Linked DNA regions of Sus scrofa: region 2 is linked to region 1. A link is a contact called in public Hi-C data. All regions are on one chromosome and are shown on one strand. Each heading gives the region's core, a stretch centred on a gene start, on an enhancer-like site or on the middle of the called end of the contact. The rest is flanking DNA. Distances are from core to core; before and after follow the strand shown. Region 1 holds the start of ZSWIM3 (zinc finger SWIM domain-containing protein 3). Region 2 holds the start of SLC12A5 (solute carrier family 12 member 5).

Region 1 (4,284 bases), core at 74-2,573:
AACTCAGATATAGTTTGATTCTCAGAGTTGGCCCACATAGGGTGTGTTCAAATTTGAATTTTCAATTTTTAAAAAGTGGACAAACTCACGGAAAGCCTGGATTTCTGACTCCATTTGCCCTAAATCTAGGAACACTGGCTCATTTTCACATGGCAACCATCAGCTGAAGTTGATCAAACAGGGCCTGTGCTCCATTTTGCCCAATTCACACGTCTGTTCTCCCTAGCACAAAGACCTGGTTTTGGTTGTTCTTTCCTCATTGTTTTTCTTATGGTTAAATTAAAAGTTAAACTTTCTTACACTAGGCTGTTTCACCTGAGTCCTGAAGGCAATTGAGTGTTCAACCATTAGCTTAGCCTCCAAGTCTGTTTTCTTATCTGCCAAATAGAAAAATAACCTTTGCCTATAATTTTCAGTACAGCTCTGCAGGGTAACACGGATACCAAACAGAGAATGCTGCTTGGACCATGGGAAAGTGTTTGAAAAACACAATTTTTTAAACCTCAGGAGCTCAAGAACCATTTACAGAATGAATGAATCAATGAATGATGAATGAATGAACAAACAAACGAACCAACAATTGATCAGTATTACTGCTTTGTAAAGAGAAGACTGATGAAGAAAACTCTGGCCACGGCGTTTTTATCCATTTGTGAAAGCCATACTTTGTGTCTGGGATACGGCAGGTGCTTGAAAAATGGGACAAACTGCCGTCACTATGAATTCCAGAAAAGCTGTGCATGAAGGAGTGAGTGAAGGTGAAGTGGGCAAGAGTTACGCCTGTGAAGGTTTAGCACTTTTCACCAGGCACACAGCAGGTGCTCAATGAGTGCCTGTGGAATGCTCAGAGACAGGGGCCCAGCTGCACTCCCTCCTCCAAGCCGCCCTCCAGAGGGCCATCCGGCCTCCTCCCCACCCTCCTGCCCCGCCCTTACAGGATGTCCTCGCGGATGGAGGTGCCATGGTTGAGGTTGTGGAAGCGGACGGAGACGCAGTCCCTGAGAATGAAGGAGCACCTGTTCTCCTTTTTGTAGGCGCTGAAGCACTCCTTGAAGTCCTCGTAGGTCTTGAAGCAGCTGCCTAGCTCCATGGCCGCCCCCTCAGCCCACAACAGGGGCTGGCCCCAAGATCCACACCAGGGGTCAGAGGTCACACTGTGAGGTTTCTACAGACTGGAGTGGGCCCAGGAGGCCTTAAGGGTCGGCCCGGGTCGGGTGGCCTGTTACGGAGCTCAGGAGAAGCCCTCAGCTCGGGAGGACCTAGGTGCACTGGGGGGCGTCTTTGCTACTGACAGAAGGGAAATGACACTCAGCCCTTATTATCCATTCTCGGGGCTCCGCCCCATCACTGACACATCCAATCAGCACCAGCCTCTCAGACTGGCACTCACTTTTTCCAATCGCTAGAGAGTAGATGGGCTGGCTCAACGGAAAACCGACAGGGGCATTGACCAATCATAACCTGCATCCCGCTTTCCCAGGGCCGGCCGGATACTTCCGGTTATTTAGCTTTTTGCCGGAGGCTGCGCATTTTACCTAATCTCCGTGTGAGCAGCTCGGGGCAGAGTCCTTGGCGAGCTGTAACTGAACTACATGTCGTCCACGGAGCCTCCCGAGGACAGACAGAGCGGCGACGATCCACCCGGGGACCTCCGCAGTGTCCTGGTCACCAGCGTGCTCAATCTCGAGCTCTTGGACCAGGACCTCTTCAGGTAGTTGGCCGCATCTGGTACCCCCCGCAACCCGCCCGAGACACAGTGGGACAGGGGCTCCTGATATTGACTGCTGCTACCCCGTCGCCCCTGTCCGTAGCCCCCGGGATGAGAATTGACTCTGCGTAGGATGCCTCTGCGCCGATTGGGAGGGAACTTGTGCCTGACAAAGCTGCCCAGGTTTCCTCCTCTGCACAAGGGGTCAGTGCAGCCTCACGGAGGTCCTCTCAATCTGAACAAAAACAGTGGTGACCCAAGATGTCCTTCTCAGCAGCCTCCCTTGAGGAGTCATATCCCAGGGGGAGCCAGCCCAGAAAGGACAGTGATTTGTCCAAGGACGCAAACTTATCTGCAGCTCCTACGGGGAAATTCACTTATTTGCTCTTCCCTACCCCATCCCCACCACCACTAGGTGGGGTCTAATAGCTATTCATTCTGAGGCCTGAGCCAGTTTCCTTCCTGATGCCACTTTAATTCTTGACTGTAGTGGAGGGTTTAACAGCTTAGGCTTCCAAGGCTCTTCTTGGCTGATTGGAAACTATTTTAGGCATTAACTTAATTTCCCCCATTTTAACAAATTACAAGTAACTCTGGAGAACTGTTTGCTATGCATTATGTGAACATCTTGAGCTGGGATGTGAGAAGTTGGAAACCTAAATTCTTTTTTTTTTTGGTCTTTTTAGGGCCGCACCCGTGGCATATGAAGGTTCCCAGGCTAGGGGTTGAATCGGAGCTGTAGTCACTTGCCTATGCCACAAGGCCAGATTCGAGCCATGTCTGTGATCTACACTACAGCTCATGGCGCCAGATCCTTAACCCGCTGAGTGAGGCCAGGGATCGAACCTGTGTCCTCATGGATGCTAGTCAGATTCCTTTCCGCTGAGCCATGACGGATGCTCCATGGAGACCTAAATTCTTGAGCTGCCACTGGGCACAGGCACAGGACAAGACTTGCCTCTAGGGCCTCAATTTCCACATCTGTACACTGAAGGGGTCAAATTTGAAGTCTGAGGGCCCTTCAATCTCTAAATCAAGTTCTTCGAAGAACTAGGCTATAAAGTTGAGGGGTGTGAGTGGCAGACCTTAATACAGTCCACTCCCAGCTTTGGGGGTTCGTCTTTGTTTACTTAAGGCCTTGAGAGGCTTACCCCTTACGCTGGTATGGGAAGAAGACATGGGGTCAAAAGACCCAGATACTTCTCAGGATGGAAGTGTTTGAGCTGTGTGACCTTGCTCGAGTCAGTTTCTCTCTTATGCTCCCTGTTCTTGTAGTGTAAAATATGGGAATTGCTTCATTAGCCTTAACTGAAGTCCATGGACGTTTTGGGCATCCTAAGGCCTTGAAGTTTTAGGTAGAGAGATGTCAGGATATTTGCCTGGGGAAAGGATCTATGGCTTTTAGCAGATGCTCAAAGGGTCCCAAACCCCAATCAGGTTAAGAGATCTTTCACTAGAGGCTCATCAAAGGTTTTTGGGATTTGGCCTAGCCCCCAAGTCTTTCCTGCTTTTCCCCTCTCCCCACAGAGGAAGGCATTACTGGGTACCCTCAACCCAGCGGCTGTTTGGGGGTCAGATTGTAGGCCAGGCCCTGGTGGCTGCAGCCAAGTCTGTGAGCGAAGATGTTCACGTGCACTCCCTGCACTGCTACTTTGTTCGGACAGGTAAACCACCCCCTCCCTACCCCACCCCAGCTCTGGTGGCCCAAGCAGCCACTTCCCCGCCTTGGGGAGGAAGAGGGAGAGAGGTGGAGGGTGGGGGGAAGGGAGTGGGATGCTCTAGGGAGCCTAGAGAGGAACAAGGCCTGAGGCCAGGAAGAGCCTTAGACCCCATACCTGCTGAGATGCTGTGTACTTGTTTTCTGGCCCATGGTGGCACAAGACTCGGCAGCTTCACTGTTGCCAGGGGGTTTTTTGTTCTTTATTCTTTACACACCTGGGGTCAGCCCTGTGCTGAATTCTTGGAGGATTCTGTAACCTCTGCTGGGCGTTTGGAGGCTGGCAGCTTAACTTGGAGAAGAGAGCACCAGCCTGGGAATCAAAGAGACTTTGGGTCTGGTTTGAGCTTTGCCAGGTGACCTTGAGTGAGATAACTACCTCCCCAATCCCTCCTTCATCCCACCTAAAAAATGGAGGAGGGGCAGACCAAGCAAGATCTCTATAGCTGCTTACTGCTCTCAGGTCAAAGGAGAGAGTAATCTTTTAAAACCCATGTGCGCTCTCTTTCTCTCTCTCTCTCTCTTTTTTTTTTTTTTTTTTCTTTTTAGGGCCGCACTCGCGACACATGGAGATTCACAGGCTAGGGGTTGAATCGGAGCTACAGCTGCCGGCCTACATTACAGCCATGGCAACACCGGATCCAAACTGCATCTGCGACCTACACTGCAGCTCATGGCAATGCCTGGATCCTTAACCCACTAAGCGAGGCCAGGGATTGAACCCGCAACCTCATGGTTCCTAGTTAGGTTCGTTTCCTCTGCACCACAGTGGGAACTCTGCCATGCTCTCTTTTGAGAAACAAAAATCTCACTCTTTTTCCCTCATTCCTAAGCAGATGCTCCCAATTTCAAGAGTCTC
Region 2 (4,406 bases), core at 952-3,451, 140 kb before region 1:
CCCAGGCCAGGGGATGGATAATGGCAGGAGAGAAGGCAGGCGTGGGGGAAGTAGGACCCCACAGCCAGGAGGTGGGAACCTACCCCTCTGACCTAATGATCAGTAAGCACCTAGTAAGTGCTAGGCTGTGGGCCTGGAACTCAGAAAACAAAGATAAAAAGATATGGCCCTTGCCCTTGAGATGTAGGAGACACACAAGTAAATAACTTCCATCCACTGGGACATGTGCTGTAATGGTGCAGTGGGCAGGCAGAAGAGGGATGTCTGCCTCTGCCTGGGAGCAAGAGAAAGCGAAAAAGGTTTTTTTCAGAAGAGGTTAAATGAGCTATAACACACAGCATGAGGACTTTCTCCGATGGATGGAGGTGGGCAGAAGAATGTGGACAGGTACATGAGAAGCAGATGACGGGAGAGTTTGAGTGACAGACTAAAGGGTTTGGCAGTTTATCTTACAGGTGATGAGGGCTGGGGGTGGCTTGCAAACAGGATTGGAGGCAGGCAGACCAGTGAGGAGGCTGTGGTCACAGCTGCGTGAGAGATGATGGAAGTTTGGACCAGGGTGATGGTGACAGGAGGAGAGATGTGGGCAGATTCAGGATAAGGTTTGAAGGTGGAGTGGCTGAGACATGAGGAACAATCAGATCTGGTGGTAGGAGGAAAGAAGGGGTTGAGGATGGCTCCTAGAGTTCTGACTTTTAAATCTGTAAGGCTGTAAGGACATTCCTGAAAGTGATTAAAGGGCAGATTATGGGAAAGATGAAGAAAGAAAAGAGCCCTAAAATTCCTAGTGACCACGTCCAGGAGGTGGCTGGTTCACGGGACTGGAGCCTTCCAGAAATCTAGGCCTCAGTTCAGTCATCTGCCCAAAGAGGAGGTTTGCCAAAGTTTGAAACCCCTAAAGGGTTTTTGGTGCTCAGTTTTGCTGGAATCGGGGTGAGCTCACCTGCGGCTCAGCAGCGACCCCTGGAGGCCTGGGGAGGCTCTTTCTCCTCCCTGCTCTGGGGCCATTTGGAGCCGATTCTCCACGTTCCTTCCAGACCTGAGGGGCCCAGAGTCAGGGAGGGGAACCCCTGACAGGTGGCCCTTGCGGAGAAAACTGTGTGTGCATCCAGGATGCTAATTCTTCACCGAAGGCTAGAAGGATCCTTTCCCTCCTCTCTCTTCTGTACCCTGTATGTAACTTCCATGACGTGACCACTGCCCTGGGCCCTCCAGGAAGACGCCCCTAATCCATTACTCTAGTGCTGGCACCACCCACTGCTTGTGGAGCAGGAGTAGAGGGAGCTGAGTCCCAAAAGGTCGGGACTGGAGTCGCCAAAGGAGCCTCCCAGGATCTAGCTGTCTGGGGTCCAAACTTCTCTTTTCTCCCGTCTCCTTCCCGGGATTCCCCAGGCGCTGGCAGCGACGCCTCCCGGGTGGCTGAGGACTGAAGGATCCGCCAGGCACCAATGACCCGGCGACCCAGCGGAACTCATTTTTCCTGCTGCCCGCCACTCTACCCCTATACTGCTGGCCCAACCCCTTCTGTGGTCCCGCCCTTTTCTACCCCCAAACCCAAGCTGGTCCTGCCTCGTCCCATTGGCTCTGGACCCACCCACACGGCCCTCCCTTTTCCTGGTTCCACCTTCTCCCTCTCTGGTCCCGCCTCCTATCCGATGTGACCCCGCCCCTTTACTGCCCTCCGGCCCAGCCCCCTAGGTCTTAGCCCCTACATCACAAGATCCTCCCCTTCAACTCTAGCCCCACCCTCTTCTCTGTGTCCCCGCCCACCGCTATTCTGGCCCCTCCCTTCATCATTTCCCCTCCACCAGCCTTACCCCACTTTCCTAGGTCCCAACTCGCTCTCCTTTCTCCGGCCCTCGGCTGGGACCCTACCCCACCCCGCCATGGCCCCGCCCCTCCCTACAAGACCTGCCCACCAAGGGGGGCCCCCCCACTCCCCTCCATAGCCCCGCCCCCATATCGGTAGGCCCCGCCCCCCTGCGGCCTCTACCTTTGGCGTCTTCCCCAGAGAGGTGGCGGAGACCGGCTGCTGGATGCCGTTGGGACTCCGGGTCAGAGGTCCCGGCAGGGCCCGCGGGTGGCAGTGAAGTGACAGTGAACCTGCGGCTCATGGTGCGGAAAGGGGCCGGGCGGCCGCGGAACGGGCCCAGATTGCACAAGTGGCCGCAGCCCGGCTCCTGAAGGCTGAAAGAGCGGATTCCCCCTCCACGCCGGCCGCCCCCCGCCGGCCGCGGCGCCGCGCAGGGTCCTAGTGCCCGCTGTGCTGAGGCTCTGTATCTCATCACTTAGCTCTGAGGCCCTGGACTCTCAATTCCACTGGAACCGCTTGAGGATCCCCCTCGCTGCTGAGAGCTTTCCCTGTACCAGGGACCCCAGCATGTGGCTCCTGGAACCGGCGCTCCTCTGCTGGGGTCTCCTAAACATCTGGGTTTCATTCACACTCATTCATTCAGCACATCTTGACAGCTCACCTGTGTTTCAGGCATTGGTGCTAGGCTCTGGGGATACAGCACTGGATGAGACCCACTGGCTTCCTTCCCTCGTGTGGCTTAAGTCCTAATGTGTGAGAGGAGAGAGATGATAAGTGAGCAAACGCATAAACAAGATAATTTGAGATTGTTGTATATGTTAAGAAGAAAAGGTGAGGAGTTCCCATCGTGGCGCAGTGGTTAACGAATCCGACTAGGAACCATGAGGTTGCAGGTTCAGTCCCTGCCCTTGCTCAGTGGGTTAACGATCCGGCGTTGCCATGAGCTGTGGTGTAGGTTGCAAACGCGGCTCAAATCCCACGTTGCTGTGGCTCTGGCGTAGGCCTGCGGCTACAGCTCCAATTAGACCCCTAGCTTGGGAACCTCCATATGCTGCGAGAGCAGCCCAAGAAATGGCAAAAAGACAAGAAGAAGAAGAAGAAGAAGAAGAGGAAGGAGGAGGGGAAGGAGGGGAGGAAGAGGAGGAAGAAGAGGAAGAAGAGGAGGCCCAGGGATAATGAGTAGAGGGAAGAACTGCTTTAGGGCATGGTCTGAGAAGACCTCTCAGAAGATGGAATATTTAACCTGAGACTTCACTAATGAGAAGGAGCCAATTAAGCAGAGATGTGGGGGAAGAGCTCTCTTGAAGAGAAAATAGCAAGTGCAAAGGCCCCGGGGTGAAAAGAGGCCTGGATGGTTTAGGGAGCAGCAAGAAGGCCAGTGTGTCTGGAACAGTGAGCGAAAAGCGTGGTGGTGAGGAGATGAGGGAGGAGAAGAAGGCAGATCCTAAGGCTTCAGGGAGGCATCTGGATTCTTTCCTAATCTACCAGGGAACCCGTGAGAAGTTTTTGAGTCGGGAAAATGAAGTAATCTGACTTATATGTTAACGGGGTCACTCTGGCTGCTGGGTGAAAACTCAACTAAGGGCAGGCGTAGAGGCTGAGAGTCTGATGAGGAGGTTTCTGCAGACCCCCAGGTAAGAGGTACTGTTAGCTGGGCTAGGATGGTGGCAGTCATCTGATTCCAGATACATTTTGGAAGTAGAACCTACAGGGCCTGCTGCTGGATTGGACGTTGCATGTAATGGAAAGAGGCCTCAAGGAGGATCCTGGAAAATCTCATGCATTGCTGGTGGGAATATAGATGGGCAGAACCGCTTTGGAAAATTGTTTGGTCACATCTGCTAAAGTTGAACTTACACATACCTGTCTAGCCAGCAATTCCACTCCAAGGTATATGCCTGTAAAATACTGTTTAACTAACGTGAAAATAGTCACAGTCTATCTTTAAGGAGTTCCAGTTGTGGCTCAGTGGTAACAAACCCAACTAGTGTCCATGAGGATGAGGGTTCCATCCCTGGCCTTGCTGTCTGGGTTAAGGATCCAGCGTTGCTGTGGCCATGGTGTAGGCCAGCAGCTGCAACTCCAATTCGACCCCTAGCCTGGGAACGTCTGTATGCTTCTGGGGTAGCCCTTAAAAAGCAAAAAAAAAAAAAATGTATCTTTAAGCTGTTATAAATGATGATAGTAACTCTTGGGATGAAGAGGCAGTGATTACAAGAGGGCATGCGGGGGTTTTTAGGATGCCGGTGATGTTTTGTTTCTTGATCTGGATGCTGGTTACAGTTGTGTTCAGTTTGTGAAACTATATTGTAATGTACACTTGTGATGGGCTGACCTGTCTGTATGTTTGTTGCATTGGAGCAGTGGTTCTCAAGTGGGGGGCAGTGTGGCCCATCAGGGAACATTTGGCAATACTCAGAGACATTTTAGTTTGTCACAACTGGAAGGAGGATGATACTGGCATCTGGTGGGTAGAGGCCACTTGTGCCATCTGCCTTTTGCACCAAGACCAAAACTGCCTGGCTCTAAGCCACAGATTCACCATCACCTCCCTGCACTCCCCACTTCCAGTTAGGATCCATGATCAACAGAC

Evidence for each region. Hi-C and Micro-C count contacts between places; a contact is called where the count stands out from the background.
Region 2: a contact with region 1 is called in a Hi-C map of liver, with 6 times the contacts expected there. The contact joins the promoter of SLC12A5 here to the promoter of ZSWIM3 in region 1. A contact is called at or near these places in 1 of 47 Hi-C or Micro-C datasets (liver) and 1 of 2 datasets of contacts at active chromatin or transcription factors (alveolar macrophages).

What each region holds. Positions count from the first base shown.
Region 1 is chr17:48,051,518-48,055,801 of Sscrofa11.1, reverse strand. It overlaps ZSWIM3 (zinc finger SWIM domain-containing protein 3), which reads right to left and starts at 1,323. Exons shown (of 2, transcript XM_013985404.2): 1 at 936-1,323. The coding sequence starts at 1,090. It overlaps ACOT8 (acyl-coenzyme A thioesterase 8), which reads left to right and starts at 1,467. Exons shown (of 6, transcript XM_001928889.4): 1 at 1,467-1,711; 2 at 3,236-3,372. The coding sequence starts at 1,593.
Region 2 is chr17:48,189,867-48,194,272 of Sscrofa11.1, reverse strand. SLC12A5 (solute carrier family 12 member 5) reads right to left here and starts at 2,201. Exons shown (of 26, transcript XM_021078314.1): 1 at 1,994-2,201. The coding sequence starts at 2,114.